2 separate regions of the Hordeum vulgare genome follow, and region 2 is linked to region 1. Evidence: chromatin contacts called from public Hi-C data. All regions are on one chromosome and are shown on one strand. Each heading gives the region's core, a stretch centred on a gene start, on an enhancer-like site or on the middle of the called end of the contact. The rest is flanking DNA. Distances are from core to core; before and after follow the strand shown.

Evidence for each region. A called contact is a pair of places that touch in the nucleus more often than the background predicts.
Region 2: a contact with region 1 is called in a Hi-C map of seedling, with 2.4 times the contacts expected there. The contact joins two enhancer-like sites. A contact is called at or near these places in 4 of 6 Hi-C or Micro-C datasets (leaf, seedling and an unstated tissue).

The regions. Positions count from the first base shown.
Region 1 is chr2H:559,645,046-559,650,514 of MorexV3_pseudomolecules_assembly, forward strand. No RefSeq gene overlaps it. Among protein-coding and RNA genes, the nearest start is that of LOC123427245, 16 kb to the right of the region's middle. Within about 2 kb of position 3,851, at least 3 of the 3 cell types and tissues checked have open chromatin away from gene starts, as enhancers often do. A contact at or near this core is called in leaf and seedling, where this site is marked.
Region 2 is chr2H:559,820,788-559,826,309 of MorexV3_pseudomolecules_assembly, forward strand. LOC123427247 (protein root UVB sensitive 2, chloroplastic) reads right to left here. Exons shown (of 10, transcript XM_045111247.1): 7 at 5,390-5,487; 8 at 4,962-5,141; 9 at 4,626-4,748; 10 at 3,822-4,539. The coding sequence ends at 4,102. Among protein-coding and RNA genes, the nearest start is that of LOC123427247, 5.1 kb to the right of the region's middle. Within about 2 kb of position 3,149, at least 3 of the 3 cell types and tissues checked have open chromatin away from gene starts, as enhancers often do. A contact at or near this core is called in leaf and seedling, where this site is marked.

The sequences.
Region 1 (5,469 bases), core at 2,601-5,100:
ATGACATCTTGCAGAAAGCTTCATCCAGGCACGAAGAGATGGATGGATACTTCAAGACCCGAGGCTTACCTGCACATAAACAAGTCATTATGGGCGCTGGCTTGGTCGGACATTGTGGTGACTCTCGACGGGCAGTGCTATGAGATGTAGAAGAACGGTAGGATTGGATGGGCACCGACAGTGGCTCAGAGGAACCCTTTGGAAGACCATGTTTTGATCATCCGGTTATCAAACACCCTGAAGTGCGAGGACTCCAACGAAGGCAATCAAATCTTATGGGAAACGTGTGCAAAACTCTACAGAGTACGCAAAACTAATCGGTTAGTCGTGTCCACGATCATGGACAACTTCAGCCAAAGGAACTGGAGCTATCAGGAATTCTCAACACCATTAACTTATTGATGTGGGTAATATTGATAACTTGGGTATGAGAAATGATTGGTGGAACCTTTCTCATTAACAACCAACAATGTAGTAAATTTTGCTTATACCTCTCTCTTGTTGTAGGAAAAATTTGCTTTATGCAAAACTTAAACTACAGCCCCACCTGCCATATATGCATATAGTATAGCTGATATTTTCACCCTCTCTTTTTTGACTTGTCGGGATATTTAATATGCTGACCTACACGGCTGCAACGTCTTATGTTGGAGATACTTTCTTCGACGAGTAAGAGTACGATTCAGGGTTACGGTCTGCACTCAACCCGCCGTTGGTGTTTATTAGGACTCCACTCCCTTTGAGTGTTTCCGCTGAGGTTTTGAGGTATATATCAGTTTTACGTTATTTACATGTGATTGCACTTTGATATATACATTGATGTACTGTGTGTGAGAGCATACTGATCTAGGGATGGCACAAATACACAGAGGCTTGACTCTTTTTAAGTCAGGTCGCTACATACTAGATTATGGGAAGGTACCTCACTCGGGAACAAGCCAGTAGCATTTTAGTATCCTTCAATGTACAACATTGTACAACATAAAAAACTTTCGTCAATACAATACTTGGTTTTGTTCCTCTAAATATCCACTTCAGTTGGGTGGCGATGGGGAATGATAGGATAGATGGTTCAATCTCGTGCGTAGTTGATGAAGGTTAACCTCTTTGATGCACAAGATACCATACACTTGAAGTTGTACATTTCAGGCGCATTCTCAGTTAAATCCATGTATTTAAACTTGATAAACATCGGTGCTATCCCAAAGTCTCTTGACATCTCGAAAGTTAAGGTGCCTTTACAAATAAAGGTATTTATGTGGTTTATGCACAATGAAGTGATATTGACTAATGACAACATGGCAAAGCGTGGTTGAAAGGATACTAGACATTGTTATTTTTGTGATCAGAACAAATTAATACAACATATTTCCATCAAATGTCCACTAGCCGTGGCATACTATTCATGTGTCCTTTAATGTTTGTCCTCCCACCACTTAATCCATTTTATTTAGGACGTGGTTAAACAGGGTAGAGCCTAAGAAAATGATGCATATTCAAGTAGCAATATATGTATCACACACATATTATGTTAAACCACGTAGAGTGATTTTTTTATAGAAAAGGAGGATGATCCCCGGCCTCTGCATCTGGGAGATGCATGTGGTCATTTTATTGATTATTCTTGACGACCTTACAAAGCAGTACAATAATATGCCTGAATCCGCCATCTTAGCAACATCTGCCGCTACTCCCATCCATATGATGAAGGGGTGCAAGCTGGACCAAATACCCAAACCTCTCACCTAAGCCTAACATCTAAAGCCGGAGACCTTGACCGAGCCACATACCGGGTCCGAGGCACAAACCGGTCCGACGCACTCACATGTGTCGTGACCGCCATCTTCCACTGGTCCATCTTCAGATCAAATTAAGGTACTAGCCTTGGCAGGTGCCTCCGCCATCGACGCCACCATGACGCCAAACGACGACCTCCACCTACGCGAGTCCATCTCCAAGCAACAGACGGAGATCCATGCTAGGATAGGGCCGCACCACCGCCGTCGCCCACCACCCACAAGCCCTACCTAGCCCCAAGGTTCCCAAAAGCGGCGCCTTCAAGAAAGGAACGACGTCGTGAGCGCCGTCGCCGCCCAACAAAGTTAAGGCTTTCGTCCGGGAGACCTAGGGGAAGGGGAAGTGAGGGGATCAGTCCATACCTACGCCTCCAAGGAGGGGAACAGCGCCCTCATGCGTCGCCGTCGACGCGGTCGACCATGGCCGACCAGGGATTTCGCCCGGACTAGATCCCCGCCACCAGCAACGACTCCTGTACAAAACCAGGTAGAGTGATGATTCAGAAGAGTGATTATGTCATTTTTAATAGAAAAATATATGATTCAGAAGAGTGATGATGCCATTTTTAACCACACATATATGCATCACACACATGGTTCAGAATATATGCATTGCTTTTTCTGTTAAAAAATATATGATTCAGAAGAATGATGATGTCATTTTTAACAGAAAAACTATCACAACTTTTTTACATGTTATCTTACGGGCATCTCTTTATATCCATACGTGGTTGTTACTCAGCTATGCGGATCACATGGAGCTTATGGCTATAGGGTGCAACGCCAAAACATGATAACATGGATACTTACAAACGGTTTGGAAAGTGATCCAATGATAAGATAAGTATATAGTCATCTTATCATATTTTCACACTTGTAGCAATTTTTTTACCTTATTATACAGTTTGCTTGAGACCTTTGTCTTAAATCTCGAAAAAAGCTAAGAGAAGCATATATTTTTCTTTTCTTCCAAGAACGTATCATTCTTATAGCAAAGAAACTGCAAGTCTCTCCAACACTCTTCTGCACCCGAGCTCATATGAACCCTTCCAAAGAGTACGATAAAAAAATCTGATTTTTTTTGGAGACAAATTTTAACGAATTCTAAACATGTGTGTTACTTCCTTCATTTCTAAATATAAGTTTTTGTAGGGATTTTACTAAATATATATATATAGGCATATTATAGAATATAGGTTCACTCGGTTTCGTATGTAGTCCGTAATGAAATCTCTAGAATGATTTATATTTAAGAACGAAGGGAGTACATTTCGTGAAGAAACAACATTCGGAAAATGCTTTTGTATTAAAAAAAATGGCGCTCAAAAAGTCTCTTCCTTGGGGCATCAATTTTGTTTTTCTTACGGCATCACTTTTGGAGGGTTGTTTCTTTATGAAATTTTGCAGGCATGTTCAGAATTCGTCAAAGTTTGTTTTAAAAAAAAAATCAGATTATTTTTGCTATTTTTTTCGACTTTACTATTCACAGGGGTGCATATGAGCTCAGTGCAGAAACTTCATGTCCTCTGTCCTTCGTTGCTCGGTGTTTGGTTGGGCTTCCAGCCAGCTTCCGGCTTTCGGTTTCGAAGCCAAAAGCTCCTATTTAAGGGCTTCCGGCTACAGTTGTGGCTTTCGGCTTCGGTTGTGACAAGGCCGAAAGCCACAGCTGCATCCGGCTTCCGGTTTCGAAGCCAAAAGCTCCTAGTTAGGGGCTTCCGGCTACAGCTGTGGCTTTCGGCTCCGGTTGTGATAAGGCCGAAAGCCACAGATGCAGCCCGAAGCCCTTAAATAGGAGTTTTTGGCTTAAAAGCCGGTAGACGGAAGCTGGCTGGAAGCCCAACCCTCCGGCTCATCCACCCGGGAACATGACCAGCAAAAATCCAAAACTGCGCTACAGCTCAGGGGCACCCAGCCAGCCGCAGCCCACGAGGCAGTGTAGACATCACATCACACGATCACGCAATGCAAATGCATGGAATGTACCCCGGGCATCAAAGGATCTACCCATTTCAGTCCGCGTCGCCAGCTTCCGCCGTGTTCCCCCGTCTCTTCTGCGCGGGATCACATCGTCCCCACTGCACATGTAGCCATCGTCTATGCCTTTTACCCCATACCTTTCTGCCCTGCACGGCCACAACCTCCCAGGACGCAAACCCACGAAGGAAAAATCTGTGAGAACGAACGTACCATCGCCGTCGGCGAGATAGTAATAAACAGTGCAAAACGATCAATCAAACCACAGTTGCTCGACGCTGAGCAGTCCAGGCCTTCAGGGTCAAACACTCCGAGAACGAAGTTTGAACTTCCTTCAGAAAGCAACGCTCAGAAGGAAGTTCGAACTTCCTTCAGGCCTTCGTACCATTGCTTTTTGTTTAGCTTCCACTGTTTTTCCTGATCAGGTAGCGACGTCAACAGAAAGAAAGTACGTACCAAATAAATAAATAAATGTATTCATGCGCATTGCATCACCAGTGACGAAACAATCGAGCGACATGGAAGGCGCCGAGGTCTTACACTTTGATTCTTCAGACGTTTTTTCCGAAAAGTGATTCTTCAGAGACTGTGACCAAATATTTGGGAAAAAGATGTTTCAGCTTTGCAAAAGTTGAGGTCCTCGCTGGTGCACATGTGAACAGTGGTGATGGAACATACTCTCAGGCCAATTGTGATGCCCAGAACTTTTGTGCAACCATGGAACTCTTGGCCGCCGACAATGGCTCAAAGCAGGGGTTGTGCGTCGGGTGTGTTGAAGCAGGTTCCTGTCCATCTGCAATTTGACGTATTTGAGTGACACAAGATTTCTGACAGTAGTCGAAGTTGTCCTAGTTCAAGGTGCACATGTGCATTTGTGACAAAGTTTCCACAGTGCAGTTTTCATGGTCGTTACTAATGATTTTCAGTTCATCAAATTGTGAAAAACAAACCACATGACATATGTTGTAAGAGCAACCCCTTATACCCGTCTCATACGTCTGGCTAGGCTGTTTGTTCACTGTCCGATCATGACAAATCGATTGAGACGGACTCCTAAACGGACCTCATATCCAACCCAAATTTGGGACGTATATGGGGGAGCCCGGGCTCGCCCCGGCATGCCGGCCTGACTGCCTAGCTCACCACTGAGGCCTGGCCCACCACCGACCCCACTAAATACCCGAATCGAGAAAACCCTATACATCCGGCAGTTCACTCTCCATCGACTCCACTTCCCCTCCCCACGTTCCGATTCGATGGCCGACGACGGAAGCAGCTCCGACGGATCGAACGTCGATGTGGAGGAGGTGGCCCTCTGCATCGCATTACGCCGATCGCTGCGGGACCAAGGTGTCCCCAGCGTCGGTGGATCTGCATCCTCCGGGACCGTCGCACGTCAACGGAGCGCCGTCCGCAGTGGATCAGCATCCTCCGGGACCGTCGCACGCCAACGGAGCGCCGTCGGTGGTGGAATTGCATCCTCCGGGCCCGTCGCACGCCGACGGAGCGCCGGAGACGTCGCAGGCCCTTCCTGCGAGGTGCGCAGCTCCGATCCCTCCTACTCCGGGAGATCCGCTCCAGATCAGGTACGCCACCCATCTCCACTAGCTTCTGCTCCGGAAGCGGTGCCCAGTCATCGTTGGGTCCTCGTGCCCGCGTCGGGGACGGGGCGCATGAGGACGCCGGAATCCGAGGCGTG
Region 2 (5,522 bases), core at 1,899-4,398, 180 kb after region 1:
CCCGGTAGGCCCCGCCTGTTATCCACTCAAACGGGCGGTCGCCGTCCGTCTTAAATGGGGAAGCCGTGGACCGGCACAGCGCCGACTCCACTACCTCCTCGGGATCGACACAGCGCCCGCGCCCGCTCCAAACCCTAGTTTCTCCCCCTTCCTTGAGCTCTCCGGTCGCCGGCAGCAATGGGGTGGTGGAGCACCGACAGAAAGGGGAAGGGGGCGCACGACCATGAGGCTAGGTCCTCGTACGGCCGCCGCTGTTCTTCTCCTCCGCGAAGGCGTGCTCTGGTAGCCTTCTCCATTGCCCCTCCGGGCGCCCCGGCGCGCTCCCGGCAGTACATCCATGCGGATGTGTGTTGCAGGTATTGGGAGATAAGGACGCTGCTCCCCTGAAGCGACGTCCACTTGCCAAACAACTGGCACCTCTCCGCCGATAAGGTGTCGATCCCGCCGGTGCCAACGAGAGGCCGTGCCTGCCGCGACGAGATCCCACGCCGCCGACGCCGCCTCCTCGACGACCTCTATTACGACCCGAGGTACGCAGTGGATTCCCCCCTGTGGGATACGTGGTTCCGCGATGAGCACGACGTGCGGCATGCTTCCTACTTTGTCGGCGAACACGACAGCCCGCGGCGGGCACGTGCAGAGCGTCGGACGCGCCCTCCGAGCCCTTCCCAGGTGCGCGGGCGTACGCGGGTGCGCGGCCTGACGCTGACCCGTCGTCATCGCCCTCTCCGTCGCCGCCACCAGCTCCTCGCATGACCGAAGAGGAGGAGGCCCGACTCATCCAACGTGTCATGGAAGATTCAATGAGCACGTACGATGAGCGCTAGTGGCTGGGGCTCGAGGACACGTTGGCCCTCTCCACGGCCGGCGACGTGGCCATCCCCGAGGAGCAGCCTGTGGCGGTGAAGGAGGAGGTGCAGCCAGTGGTTGCGTTTCCAACGAAGCTGGTGGGCCAGCTCTGGACGTGGTCGCGCACGGCCACGAAGATGTCCCAAGGAGTGGTCGTGCCTTGGTGCCCCACGCCGCAGCGGTCACCGGAGGGCGAGCCATCGCCGCGCGGGGAGGTGGTGCAGGCGCCGCCAACGCTCCCAAACTTCGAGGGGCCGCCGACCCACCTTTGGACGATGCCGCCATACGTCGACCTCAGTGACGACGATGACGACAATGGCGGCGCCTGAAGACGGCGACGGGCGTGACAGTAGCACGGGCCGACGCATTTTTTTAAAGTTATGCTAATTGAGAATTGTGGGTCGTGGGGCCGTTGAATTATTAATGTATATTTATTAATGTTTGACTTTATTTATATTTTTCTGGCATTCTTTTATTTATTTTTCATTTTTTTAAAATGTTATGTTCGTTTCGGACGATTTGGGGTGCGGCCGGGCGTTGGACGTATCGACCTGGCCACGGACCGATCTGGACATAAACAGCCTTATTATCAACGTTAAAGGATAGAATCCAGACCAAACGAACGTATGAATGGGTCATGCGTTCAAATTGGCCTAAGCAGTGTCATGCACAGGCGGCTTTCTGTTGGAGCGACCGGGCTGCCTGTGCGCAATTGCGAGATGCCGACACGCACCTGGGCTAAAGCGCACGCGGGTCCCGTGCTGCAAATCGCTGCTTAAAGTTAGTAGCAAAAGAGCCCGTGCGTTGCAACCGAAGCAAACCATACAACACGTTTTAACCTAATAATCATTACTTGAGATCTTTATTTAAACTTACTGCATAAATAGAATTTAAAAATTGTTAAATAAATAAAATAACATCATATTTAGATTATACGCATCACTATAGATTCAAATTATATTATAAATAGAATTTTAAAGAATTAAATAGGTAAGATACATTAGCATTCGATTCATCACATTTTTTGAATGAAAGTTCATATGTAATAATTTAAAATTGGAGTTACAGTTTAAAAGATATATTTTTTAAAGTATTTGTTAATTATAATTTGATCGTGGATTAATTAACAACATGGATCGGCCTTGTTATGAAAAATGGATTGTACGCTATTGATTAAAATCACAGCATAAATATTATTTAAAAATTAATTAATAAATAAAATGACATTATATTTAGATTGTGCGCATCACTATTGATTAAAATTACATTATAACCAGATTTTTAAAAAATTAAATAGATAAACTAACATTATATTCAGATTCTACATATTTTTCTAATAAAATTTCAAATATAATAATATAAAATTGGAATTATCGTTTAAAAGATATGATTTTTAAAGTATTTTGCACTTATAATTGAACTACAGATTAATTAATTAAAAACTGTAGAGGTGTTTTCGAAAACATATGAAACATGATTGGTTTTTTTACTCAAATATGTACTGCGGGTTTATTTTATGAAAACTGAAGGAGGTTTCTACAAAAAATCCAAAAAAACGATTTGTTCTCTCGCTGTATTATGTACTGCGAGTTGATTTCGGAAAAGCACAGGCGGTTTTCTGTAAAAACGGAAAAAACGATTTGTTTCTCACTTAAATCCGGACTGCGGGTTGATTTCGGAAAACTTCAGAAGGTTTTCTGCAAAACAACCACGACGGACGGAAGAAGCAACGCGTGCTTTATTATTAGGGAGAGATTTTTTAGACAAAAAAATCGCTGCTTAATAAATCTCTTGTGTTTCTTTTGTGTGGACACCACCAGGCTACGGCAGTGGGCTAGCCAGTAGCCACACCGGCCGGCAAGTTGGTTTCATTCGCGAGAGACGGACACCGGCCCCGTACGCGCAGCCGCGGCCACGCATTGACGTCGACGCAGGGAGCGAAACCCCATGGCGTGCAGGCGCAGCGCAGCGCAGCAGGCATCCAAGCTATAGCCAGCCAGCCGTTCATGCAAAGGTTTACGTACTTACGTACCTGCATCACGCCGGAAGGGAATCAATTCACCAGGTAGGCTACTAGCCTACCTGCGGAACTCTGTGCGCGCGCGTCGATAGACTACAGCACGCTGCGATCTGGCTTGCCCTCCCTCGATCCTCGCTCGGCCAGGCCTGGCACCGGCAGCGGCAGGCGCTGCTAATGAATCAGTAGCGCGGCCAAGCTAAGCAAAACCCAAGAGGGCGTGGCCGAGCCCATCCCTCCCGCCTCCACCCGGCCCTCCATCCACATTCCTCCCACACTCTCCGCATGTCGAACCCCAGACCCACTTGCTCTCCACCTCCTCCCGGGTCGCTGGTACCACGGATGCCGCTCTCATTCGTGTACCAAGCTTTCCCACATATGCTACAACCGCTGGATCCGGTGACGCCGGAGATGCGGAGGGAGATGAGACCTCGGAGGTGGAGGAGGGGGCGATGCGGATCTGCGACGGTAAATTTGGATTTAGCATACCGTATACGACGTACAGTCGACGGTAATTTCCGTAGCCATTCGGCAATTCGTACATATTTTTTTTACTGCTATGCGCAGCCCAGCCATCGACCGGTCACACGTGATGAATGACTTGTGTTCGCGAAAAACTCCGAGAGGAAGCACCGTCGGCGTCGGCACGTTGCGCTCGGGAAGACAACGGGTCGACGGCATGATTCGCTCAAACTTGGAATTTACTAACTCGACTCCATGGCTTGCAGCAGGATGGTTAAAATTTGTGGTGACCATGTACTCTGATGGGTAGAGCACGGCAAAACCCATGGAATCCAGATGGCTTCGCCGTGGACTGGACTCGTGGAGGGATCGCGTGATTATGTCATCCGCTACGTCACCATCTTGGCCAAGATGCCGCACTTCCATCGCTTGGAGTCGAGATGCCGCAGCTCCATCCCATCACTTGCACGATATACGCACCAGTCAAGCCACGTAGTCAAACAGATGCAGCCTCCTTTCAAGTGTTGGTTTTCCGTTTCGTGTATGGTTTCAGGAAGCCCTGAAGCCAAATCATCCATTCGTTTCAGTGCACCCATACACTGCACCGAAGGCGCATACAAATAGAATGGCGATCCTACGACTGACGACTGACAGACACACACACAAAAAAAATTGTTTTGCCGCAAACAACGTGACATGAAACAAAATTGATCCGTCCAGCTCCGCAAATCACAGGCGGGACGCGCCGCCTGCGCTTCATCCAGCATGCGCGGTCATTCGGATTTCGCGTATGCGATCCGGCTGTGATTTCCATCCAAGAACTGGCCCGTGTACCAGCCCCTGCTCTTCACTTCCGAAACGAACATGGGGAACACGCTCTCCATCTTCTGATAGGCGTCATTCAGGACGGCGTCGCGCGATCCAGCACCTGATCTCTCCATCTCCGAAGCCAAGGCAGCGACCAGCCACCCCCGAAGCGCATCCTCTCCAGTTGCGCTCTGCTCAAGGACCATGTAAGCCTTGTCGCCTTTTTGGGCGAGTAGAAATTTCTCCTTTGGGAAGGTAGACCTCAGCTGTTCGACATCACGTGGGCTCAAAACCCTGCGAAGCGGTTGCCCAACTTTCACACTGCCTGCTTCTTCTATTAACCGGTTTGGGAACAGAAGATCTTCTCTGTATCTCAGCTCCGCTGGGCTTGAAACCTTTCCACTCTGCAGTGTTAGAAAAAAATACATTAGCATTGTCAACCAAAGAAAAAACAGGAAGTGTTTGAAGTCACAGGTCAAACATAAGAAACCTTAATGAAATCAGCAACCACCATTGCTGTTCTTTGTGGATTAAGTGTGTTTATAGGAGTTGCCCTCATCTCTTGCACGACTCCCCATATATGTACGGCAGAAAGCAACGGGCCTATGATTAGCTGAAACAAATTTGATATACCAATTAGAAGCTTGTACCAAGCAGAAAGTTCCCAATATAATAATAGGTTCCGGGTTCTGATGGTCATTCTCATTCTCAAAGTAATGTCCATTCTAATCTAATCTTGCAATGCATTATTTTATTTTTACTTTGTTTACTTCCCTGATAAAATGAAACAGAGTAACTTAACAGGTGTGTTAGTGCGAATATGTACCTTCCCTTGAGTTGTTGAACATACAGTAGATGATAATCCAATGCCAGCTCCTATCCCCATAACATTGAAAAGTGTCGAGATGGCTTCCCCTTTAGCAAACAAGTCACTAAGGTTACCTTCTTTGGCAAAAGATGAATATATCGGTAGCCTTGTCGCTCTGGCAGCAACCACAGCCATTCCCTACAATGACAAGCAACAAGATATTAGTGTGCTAGCTCAATTTTCAGGCAGACAGATCTGGACAAACATGTTATCCTTTTTATGACGTCCTATAATCTACATAGTCATTGCATATACCATCAGGCGCAAAGGAAACTCTTTTTTATCTTTGAACAAGACCTCGAGTATTAAACATGCCAATGTCCAACAGGAGATTGTATTGCAATACAGGTGCCATTTGAAGTGCAGCATGCAAGTTAGATCTGCACCTTTGCGAAATTTCCCAAGCCCGCCACTTCAAGAAAAAGTTGTGGACACAGTGGTGAAATGAAGTCCAAGGCGGTACCAAAATCATAGAGAACATCAGCTGGCACACCACAGAAAGAGTCATGAATAATGTAG